3 separate regions of the Mus musculus genome follow, and all the other regions are linked to region 3. A link is a contact called in public HiChIP or PLAC-seq and capture Hi-C data. All regions are on one chromosome and are shown on one strand. Each heading gives the region's core, a stretch centred on a gene start, on an enhancer-like site or on the middle of the called end of the contact. The rest is flanking DNA. Distances are from core to core; before and after follow the strand shown. Region 1 overlaps Chmp4c (charged multivesicular body protein 4C). Region 2 overlaps Il7 (interleukin 7). Region 3 overlaps Mrps28 (mitochondrial ribosomal protein S28).

The links. HiChIP or PLAC-seq counts read pairs in DNA pulled down with a chosen protein or histone mark. Capture Hi-C pulls out chosen DNA fragments and counts their contacts.
Region 1: a contact with region 3 is called in a FOXA1 HiChIP or PLAC-seq map of pancreatic cancer cells. The contact joins two enhancer-like sites. A contact is called at or near these places in 1 of 115 datasets of contacts at active chromatin or transcription factors (pancreatic cancer cells) and 1 of 9 other capture datasets (embryonic tail).
Region 2: a capture Hi-C map of embryonic stem cells shows a contact between it and region 3, with 3 times the contacts expected there. The contact joins two enhancer-like sites. A contact is called at or near these places in 1 of 115 datasets of contacts at active chromatin or transcription factors (astrocytes) and 2 of 9 other capture datasets (embryonic stem cells and embryonic tail).

The regions. Positions count from the first base shown.
Region 1 is chr3:10,377,427-10,380,456 of GRCm38.p6, reverse strand. All of the region lies in intron 1 of Chmp4c (charged multivesicular body protein 4C), which reads right to left. Among named protein-coding and RNA genes, the nearest start is that of Chmp4c, 12 kb to the right of the region's middle. Within about 2 kb of position 1,601, at least 10 of the 459 cell types and tissues checked have an H3K27ac peak or open chromatin away from gene starts, as enhancers often do. A contact at or near this core is called in pancreatic cancer cells, where this site is marked.
Region 2 is chr3:7,578,088-7,581,309 of GRCm38.p6, reverse strand. The region is part of intron 2 of Il7 (interleukin 7); the gene reads left to right. Among named protein-coding and RNA genes, the nearest start is that of Gm16685, 33 kb to the left of the region's middle. Within about 2 kb of position 1,694, at least 11 of the 459 cell types and tissues checked have an H3K27ac peak or open chromatin away from gene starts, as enhancers often do. A contact at or near this core is called in embryonic stem cells, where this site is marked.
Region 3 is chr3:8,864,912-8,868,113 of GRCm38.p6, reverse strand. The region is part of intron 2 of Mrps28 (mitochondrial ribosomal protein S28); the gene reads left to right. Among named protein-coding and RNA genes, the nearest start is that of Gm52600, 34 kb to the left of the region's middle. Within about 2 kb of position 1,438, at least 132 of the 459 cell types and tissues checked have an H3K27ac peak or open chromatin away from gene starts, as enhancers often do. A contact at or near this core is called in embryonic stem cells and pancreatic cancer cells, where this site is marked.

The DNA of each region.
Region 1 (3,030 bases), core at 352-2,851, 1.5 Mb before region 3:
CCTAATGCAAATCGCAGACCAATGTGAACGTTCTAGCTTAGATATATGGGAAACCAGGAACTATATACCTTGAATAGCAGCAAATCACACCAGCAGTTCCCTATGTATAACCTCCATATTTTCAGAGGTCTCTCCAGTACTAAATATCATAAAGAGCAAGCTTAAAAATTAGCTGGACCACAACTGTAATGTACGGGATTACGTAATGGGGGGATAGAGAAAAGAGAATGAACCGGGAAAAGTAAACACACAGTACTCTGAGGCAGGATCCCTTGGAAGTGGTCTATTCTGTAAGCAAACCACTGACTCCAAACCAAATCTTATGTTTTAAAATGCACAAGAGTAATTGATAATATTGACGAATACCACACAGTATAAACAATCAGGAAGCCAAGTTGAGCAGTACAGCCTTCCTTCTTCGGAGAGATCGCAAGACGAAGCACAAATGGGCCAAGACAATTGAGATTATTATTTTCTGATAAAAATGAAGCTTCTGCCCTCATTCTCAAGATCAGACCATTCGAGCAGCAGAGGATCATGGGAGAGACTATTAGAGGAGGTAAATCTAAAAAGAGAAGTTCATGATTCAGGAAAATGCTATTGCCCTTCAGTTCTCAACAACACACGCACAAAAGATGAATCCCAAACACCCAGCACAAGTCTCATTCTTTATAATTAATTTCTTCAGAGGTCAATTACCTAGCAGGTGAAGTACTCAGTTATTAGAGCAACATACAAATAAATTCATTAGAGTCTATTTGGTATTCTTTGTAAAAAGCCCATTAACTGTTTGACTCCAGGCAGAATACATAAGTAACTGAAGTGTTTTTTTTTATTTCCTACCAGTGTTATTTATAACCTCACAAATTAGTCAACTTTATGGATAGGTTATGACTTAAAATGTAGAAAAATTGTGTGGGTATGGAACTAGTGGCTCTTACCAGAAGGCCTCGGGATTAGCAACTGGGCTTTACTTCCCAGGGAGAGATGTTTGCACATGTAATTTGTTTGGTATATATAACTTGTTTCATATAATTATTTTACACATAGTTAATATGGCTCCCTATTAAAAAGCATGTAAAAAGCATGAGAAATTAAGAGTTTCAAAATCTAAAATGTTCATCAAGTACTTGATTATAATTTCATCAGCAGGGGCTGGGGAGATGGTTTAGTGGTTAAGAGACCTGACTGTTCTTCCAGAAGGCTAGGGTTCAAGTCCCAGCACTCACAGTGAAACACAGCTGTCTGTAACTCTATATATAAATGCCACCTTCTGGCCTCTGCAGACAAAAGACACAGTGCACACAAGCAAACCACCCATACATATAAAATAAAAATATGTTACAATAATCCTAAGTTTTCTATCTTAAATTCCTACTCAAGCCTGGTAAAAATACAGAAGCCTTATTTTATCTATAGTGGATATTAAATTTTAATTTTTTAAATCAAGACTTTAACTTCTAATGCAAGATTTTCAGTTCTAGCAGAGACTGTCTTCATTTTCCCTCCTGTAATTTTAAAGATCACTGTTCTAGGACACTTGCTTCAGTGTTGTCTTTCCTGGATAATGATTAACTGTGTTGGTATTTTAAGTCAATAGCAGGCTATACTAAGAAGAGATGAGGGAGGCTCCACAGAGCTGTGGAAACAGGAGCTTCTCCCTTCCTAAGGGACCCATCCATCTCCCAGACACTCGATGGGAATGCCTGCAAGTCAGAAATGCCTGGGTGGGTGCTTGGCATTGACTGACGATGAGGGCCACAGAGGCTCAGCTCCTGTCACCATAAACAATACCTTATGCTTTCAGAATGCATCCTAAACTGGTCCTTTCAAGTAATTCCCTATTAGCTATCTGAGGAGAACAACCAAAGTCTGTGTGCAAGAGAACCCAGTCCAGAAATGGCTTATTTCTGCAATAAGCTTGCTTTTCCTCCTTTCTTCTTCTTTCTCAAACTTTAAAACCAACTGTAGCTTTGCTAGAAAGAACTTCTACTAAATAATAACCAGAAATGAGAAACAAACAAACAAAACAAAAACAAACCCATCTTCTGCTAAATGTATAGAACCAACTAACTTTACTAAGGCAAATATCTCGGGAGTATGACTTTTAAAAATCCCCAATATTATCCGTTACTTTATTTATGTAGTCTTATCCCTTATAAGTGAATTGACATGTACTTAGAACTACAAGAAGGAAAAATGTCCCCATAGGCTTATATATTTGGATGTTTGGTTTCCCAGTTGGTGGAACTTAGGAAAGATTAGGAAGGATGGTCTTGTTAAAGGAGGTTTCTTACTGGGAGTAGCTTTGAGGTTTCAAAAGCCCTCACCAGGCCCAAGTCCTGCCCTCTCAGTGTCTTGCCTATGGATGAGGATGAAGGTCTCAGCTACTGGTCTGGTGGCATGCCTGCCTGCCTGCCTGCAGCCATGCACCTCACCCTCTGAAACTGTAAGCAAGTCCCAATTAAATGATTCCATCTAAAGAATGGGCAACCAATGACTGGCCCAAACTAAGACCCATCCCAGGGGCAAGAACCAATCCCTGGGGCTGGCTGGAGAGATGGCTCAGTGGTTAAGAGTCCTGAGTTCACATTCCAGCAACCACTTGGTGGCTCACAACCATCCATAATGAGATCATCTGATGCCCTCTTCTGTTGTGTCTGAAGACATCTGCAGTGTACTCACATACAATAAATAAATCTTAAAAAAAAAAAAAAAAAAAAGAACCAATCCCTAACACTATTAATGATATTCTTTTATGCTTGCAGACAAGTGCCTAGCATAACTGTCCTTTGAGAGGCTCCAGACAGCAGTCTGTCCAGGAGACAGATGCAGATACCCACAGCCAAACAGTAAACGGAACCTAGGGAGTCTTGTGAAAGAGTTAGGGAAGGATTGAGTGATCTGAAGAGGCTGAAGAGGATAGAGACTCCATAGGAAGACCAATGGAGTCAAGTAACCTGGACCTCTGGGGACCCTCAGCAGAGACTGAACCACGAACCAAAGAGCATGGGCTGAACCTAGGCTGTC
Region 2 (3,222 bases), core at 445-2,944, 1.3 Mb after region 3:
GATAGAAACCTGAGAGACTGGAGACACACACAGTGATGGAATATGGTGGTATGGCCACAAGCCAGGAACACTAAGAATGTTGGCAGCCAGGAGTAGAGAGAAAAGCCAGATTACGGATGCTCCCTGTGCACTGTCACTCAATGCTGAGTTTAAATTTCTCCTCTCTAGGTATGTGACAAGATACATTGCTTTTCTTTCTTTCTTTCTTTCTTTCTTTCTTTCTTTCTTTCTTTCTTTCTTTCTTTCTTTCTTTCTTTCTTCCTTCCTTCCTTCCTTCCTTCCCTCCCTCCTTCCCTCCCTCCCTCCCTCCCCCTCTCTCTCTCTCTCTGTCTCTCTCTCTCTCCCTCTCTCTCTCTTTCTTTTTTGAACCAACACGTTTCTAGTAATTGCCTAGAGCAGTCATGAGAAGTGGATTCATTCTCCCATAAAGTGGAGGCATTGCTAAGTAATATCTGAACAATATCTAATCAACTTTAGCATTCATTTATAAAGTCAGAAGTACTATTTGTTGATTCCAACAAATGTGAATAAATTAATAATAAATGAACAAAGCATAAGTAAAGTAGAAAAATTGGAAAAAGAATGATTAGGCCCAAAGAGAAGGCTTACTGGGTAGAGGTACTTATGTGGAGGCCTGCAGACACAAATTCAGTCCCTGGGTCTCACAAGGAGACAGAAGAAAACTCTCAAATGGTGTCCTCTATTTTCCACACATGTGCTAGTGTAAGCACACACCTGTACTCTTCTACATGCATGTACTAAATAGATTTTACCTATAAAACCAGTCAAAAATGCTAACATTTTTTCTTATTCTCCCTAAGAAACTAACAGAAAATGAGCCTAGATTAATATCAGAGAAGAAAATATGGAAAAATTGTGAGGTCTTTGCATTTTCAGGGAAAAATAAAGACTGAAATATAAACTTGTCATTAGTGCCTTGATAAGTAAGCATATGTAAGATTTTGTAGAAAACACACATAAAGCAAAAAATTAGAGGATAAATACACTTAAAAAGTGATGAAGGTATAGAGGTATAACTGATACAGTTGTTTGGAAGACCTTGGAACTTTGGACAAGAAAAGTTGGTTAAATAATAAGTGGGGCATAATGGGCCTAGGTCATAAAAGCATGAAAAATAGTGCTGAGGACAATTTGGACTACATAGGCACTGGTGAAAAGAAGAGTATCAACTGGATTAGAGTGCACTCTCCCTATACTTTGGCAGAGAATGTGGCTACTTTCTGCCAACAAATCCACCTGTGGTAAAATGGAATTTTCTACTAATATCATTGGCAGAGGAGACTTCAAGACAGCCTAATATTAATTGTGCCAAGTAGTGATTTTATTCATTCTTATGCACATCTACAGTGAAGAGAAACAAACAAGACAAAGAGAAATTCAAAATGTAAAGTTTGGGGAGAAAAAGAGAAGCAAGACATTTGGTACTGGAGCTTATTCATGGAAGAAGCTTAAAGGCCTGATGCTGGATAGAAAAAAGGGAGTAGAAACCTCTGGGCAAGACCCCAATAACCTAATCCTGTGACCAAGGAAAACAAAGACCTGAAAGTTTTCTTTGTCCTAAACAACAATGGAAAGCTTATGCAAATGTAATTCAAGGAGGGGACAGGTTCCAGCTCCAGCAGGCAGGAGAAGTTGGCAGCTTCAGCTATGTAGCTTTGGCTTTAGAATTAAGTGGGACACAGGAAAGGTATTGTGGAATGTTCCACGGTTTAGGAAAGCTATTACTAAAGTAAAGGTTCATGGCAGTAGGTCTTTGCAGGAAAGTCCAGGAAAGCCATTGTGTAAAGCTGTGAATGTAAAGGATGGATTGTGATGGAGATCTACCAGTGCTGGAAAAGTCACAGTATGTTGTATCTGCCAAGGAGAGAAGCTCCAGGCAGGATGTGGAACCAGCCCAAGATTGTTAAGTGTGTTTCTATCAGCAAATCTGGGAAGTGTGGGAGATATGAAGAGCTATCTACTCAGCCCTTTGACATTAGGAGTTTGTCCTACTGGATTTCAGCCTTGCTTTGGTCCAGTGCTTCATTAATAAGTTCCTGCTCCTCCCCTTTGAAATGGTAATGTATATTCTGTACCACTGTATGTTGGAAGTATGTGGTCAGCATTTTGCTTTTTGTTTTTATGGGGTTTTACAATTAAGAAATAGGCTTAAGTCTCAAGGACACTCAGGACTTTGGTATTGTAAGCTGTCTTGAAAATAAAAGACTATGGAGACTTTTGAAGTTGGCTGATGCATTTTACATTCTGATATGACTAGAAGCCTATGGGGGCCAGGGAGCTGAATGTAGTAGTTTGAATGAGAATGGCCCCATGGTCTCATGTATTTTAATGTTTAGTTCCAAGCTGATAAAATTGTTTGGGAAGGATTAGGTGTGGCTTTGTTGCAGAGATGTGTCACTGAGGGAAACTTAAGAGTTCAAAAGCCCATTCTAGGCCCAGTCTCTGCCTTTGTCTGTGGATCTTAGTTAACATTCTACTGCCATGCCTGAGTGCTTCCTGCCATGATAATCATGGACTATATCTCTAAAACTGTAAGCAAGCCCCCAGTTAAATAATTTCTTAGAGTTACCTTGATCTGGTGTCTCTTCACAGCAATAGATCAACAATTAACACAAGAAAGTTAAGTATGTAATAGAAAACAAACAAACAAACAAACTGCAAGGTGCAACCTAATGAAATTGAGACCTTTTCTAGGAGCAATTCACATCATAGATCATAGTGATTTGGACTTTTATATTGTGGGTTTTCCATATTTATAATAAACTGGAAATATGTTTACATGAACCAACATGCCTGTAGGAATCTATTATTTTGACATGTGTTAAATCAAGAAGTTGTTTTCTTCTGTTATGAATTCATATTCTGGGCTGCTATTGATAGGTTTGCTTCAGAAGGCAGCCGTGACATCTTACATGTTCATGTCAAAGGGACACTATCATCATACTGAAAATTAAGTTTTCATCAAATACTTGGCAAACATGCAGAAAAGCTTAACACTCTCTTTTGTAGGCATATGAAATCATATTAGTTTACCACAGCAATAGCCTAACCAACATCAATTTTCAAATATTGTTATGAAATTTGTTAGAACACTCTAAGAATTTAATTCAGTGACATATTTCATATGAGACTTGTAGGTTTAATAAAAAATGTATGTATAATTTGATGTCATCCTGGGGATTAAATAAAACTTGATAGAAA
Region 3 (3,202 bases), core at 189-2,688:
AGAATTTGAAAGTGGTCCTAGTAGCAATTGGGGTTAAACTTGCAGACAACATTTCAGGAATGCTTGCCTGGTGCCAGGCTGTTAGGTCCGTCACACATAATAACCTCTTTTGTCCTCACAGGAGCCAAGGCAGCAGGTATTATTATTATCTCAATGATTATTTATTGACACAGAGTAAGAGTGTAGCTAGCAGCTGGGGAGGCTAGGCTCCCATGGCGGGGGAGGGGCGGCTAGAGAGCGTGAAGGTGGGCAAAGCACATGAAGGAGATTGCACTAATGTTTTACAGCACACTAGCATACCTCTAGTATACAGCAGCTCTTCATGTACTTCAGATTACTCCAGGAGATGTTTATAGGCTCCTAACACAGAGATGATGATGCCTGGAAAGGAGACAGTCATTATCCTGATGTTATCAGTATACAGTATATGCATATTTTGAATTATAATACTGTAGCCTTTCAATAAGTGACATTTTAAAATTAAGAAATAGTTGGTACGCCAGGTGTGGTGGCACACGCCTTTAATCCCAGCACTCAGGAGGCAGAGGCAGGCGAATTTCTGAGTTCGAGGCCAGCCTGGTCTACAGAGTGAGTTCCAGGACAACCAGGGCTACACAGAAAAACCCTGTCTCAAAATCACCGGGGGGGGGGGGGGGGAGGAGGGGAAGAAAAGAAATAGTTGAATAGTTGGACATGTCTATTGCAGATGAGGAAAATTAAGACCTTAATTTTTAAATGAAGAAATAACAGAAGTGACAATTGGTAGAACCAGATTAGAGTGTAGTTGAACCCTACAGCATGCATGCTTAAGTTCAGATAAACCTCCCAAGACATCTTTGGTTAGGGAAGGGACATTTACTTAGGACGTGAGTTGGTGCTTTGATCTAGCTGGAGTTTCTTGGCCTTTGTCAAGCAAGCCGTTTAAGTCAATGGAAGCCGTTGGTCTGTAGTGACGCTGTTTGACTTCTGACTTAGGTGCTTTAGTTTTATACCCGATTAACCTAAGAAAGATGCAGGAAGAGAGGCGTGCATGTGCTTGGGGCATGTTAACATACATGTAAAAAACAGACCAGAAAGGCTTCTGCCAGTCTGGGGCGGCCTCAGAGCACTACCAGAACCTTGCCCTCTCAATGGCCTTCAGCCCTGTTCCTGCATTCTCTACTGGCACACGGCCTACTTCGCTTCTCTTCTTTGAGCCAGTCCAGACTTCTCTTTGTACTTAACAGAAGCTTGGGGAGGGGGATGAGAGGAGATGGGGGAGGGGGATGAGAGGAGATGGGGGAGGGGGATGAGAGGAGATGGGGGGGATGAGAGGCGATGGGGGAGGGGGATGAGAGGAGATGGGGGGGTTGTAAGTGATTCATAAGAGAAGTATGACAGAAACGAAAGAAGTATAAAAGAGCAACAACAGTGCTTGACTCAGTACCCTGTCAGCACCAAACTCAGTGACTGGACTGTTTGGCCCTAGCTCTATTTTAATGCAAAACTGACTTCACTGGGGTAAGAAGTCTTACCTACTGACTTCCCAGCTCTCTCTTGACCTGTCATGTACATATGGGTACAACTGCTGGCCAAGGGGACAAGTGTGCAGCATTCTTCCGCCTTCACTTCCTAGGCTCTTTAGCCCCCATTGAGCTGTGAACAGTGGCTGAGGACAAAAGCTGTATACACTGTTCAAACAGAGCAGCAAAGCAGCAGTGCACTGAGTCACTCTGCGCTCTGTGTGAGAACTGAGGGGGCTCTATTCATTTCCTTTGTGCTGCTGTCTGTCAACAGCACTGTTTGAGGCAAGGCCTATTGTGCTGGCCAGTGTTTCTTATTGACCTAAGTCTGTGGCTGCTATGTTCCCAGGGTCGAAGTTGTGAGTGAGAGAATGTTTGGAAAGGGGTAATCATAGGCTCCATGCATTTTGCTGTATTGTCATCTGACCTATTAAATCTAAACTGTGGTCCGTGTTAATGCAAACAGGTAATTATATAGTCACAGCTGCAGCTATTGACATCTGCTCACTGCCCCCATGGGAAAAATAGGTTCTTTTTGTTCTGTGTTTAGATTCTTGCATGCTGGATTTTAATGATTTTTAACTGAAAATAGATAATGGATCAGGATGAGTAAAAGATGAATAAGGTAGACACGCCTTAGCCACAGATGTTTGCGTGTTTCCATTGATAACATGGTGCCTTAGCATGGCTCCAGCCTGAGTAATCTTGGTTGAGTTAAAGTAGTAGAAAATAAAGCTAACTGTTACATTTCTATCCTAGATGACCGGGGCACCATGCTGCTCTGGGAACTCGGTGGTGTTCGTTTGTTTGCTTTAACCCACTGTGTCTTCCCTAGTGCAAGATGGTCTGAAGCAAAAAATTTCAAAACAGCTGCCTTTAAGCATCACATCCTCTACGTCCTATGGGAAAGAACCAGTTTCACGATGGAAAAGAAAAGAAAATATTCAACTATGTTTTACTTTAGTGTGAAAATCTACTCTTATTACTTAAATTCACTGCAGTCAGGTTTCGCTCATCTGCACAGCTCATCAGTCTTAGTATTTATTAAACCCCTAGGAGGTGGTGGGCCGTGAGGTGGTGGGCTGCTCTTTGAGAGTGGATGGCGTATTGTCTTTGTTCTATTTCATGCTTTCACTAGGGCATGGTGAAGTTCTCAGAGGTGAGAGTCCTGGAGGGCATAAGAGAACCAGACTTCAAGGTCTAGGGCCACTTCAAGGTTGTCTAAGGTTTGCAGTTTGTGTCACTTGCCTTTGGGGATGCAGTCTCTTCCTAACGTTAGTTAAAAGTTGTGTTGTTGGCCTTGTTGAGAAAGCACTCAGGATACCCTCAGGTTGGAATTGCCTGTGGACCAGTCCTACAGGCAGGTTCCTTTCTTTGTTCATCACAGAATAAGGCAGGAGGTGGCTGTACTGTACTGTATGTAGTGGTCATTGGGAGGATGATATTTGACCTTCTTACATGTAAGATACCAAAGATGATGATGAGGAATATAAATTCTTATCTGTAGGGAAGTAAGGCCAAATGCATTTATTTTTATACTATCCTTACCACAAGCACATGTTTAAAAAACACAACATAGTGGTAAGATTTTATACAGTGAATAATAGGATACAGTTAATACACAAAATGTTCTCTCTCTCTCTCAACAAAGTGGGCCATTGAGAACTTGTAGTTCTGTTTTGAAAATACTGTTCTGTGTT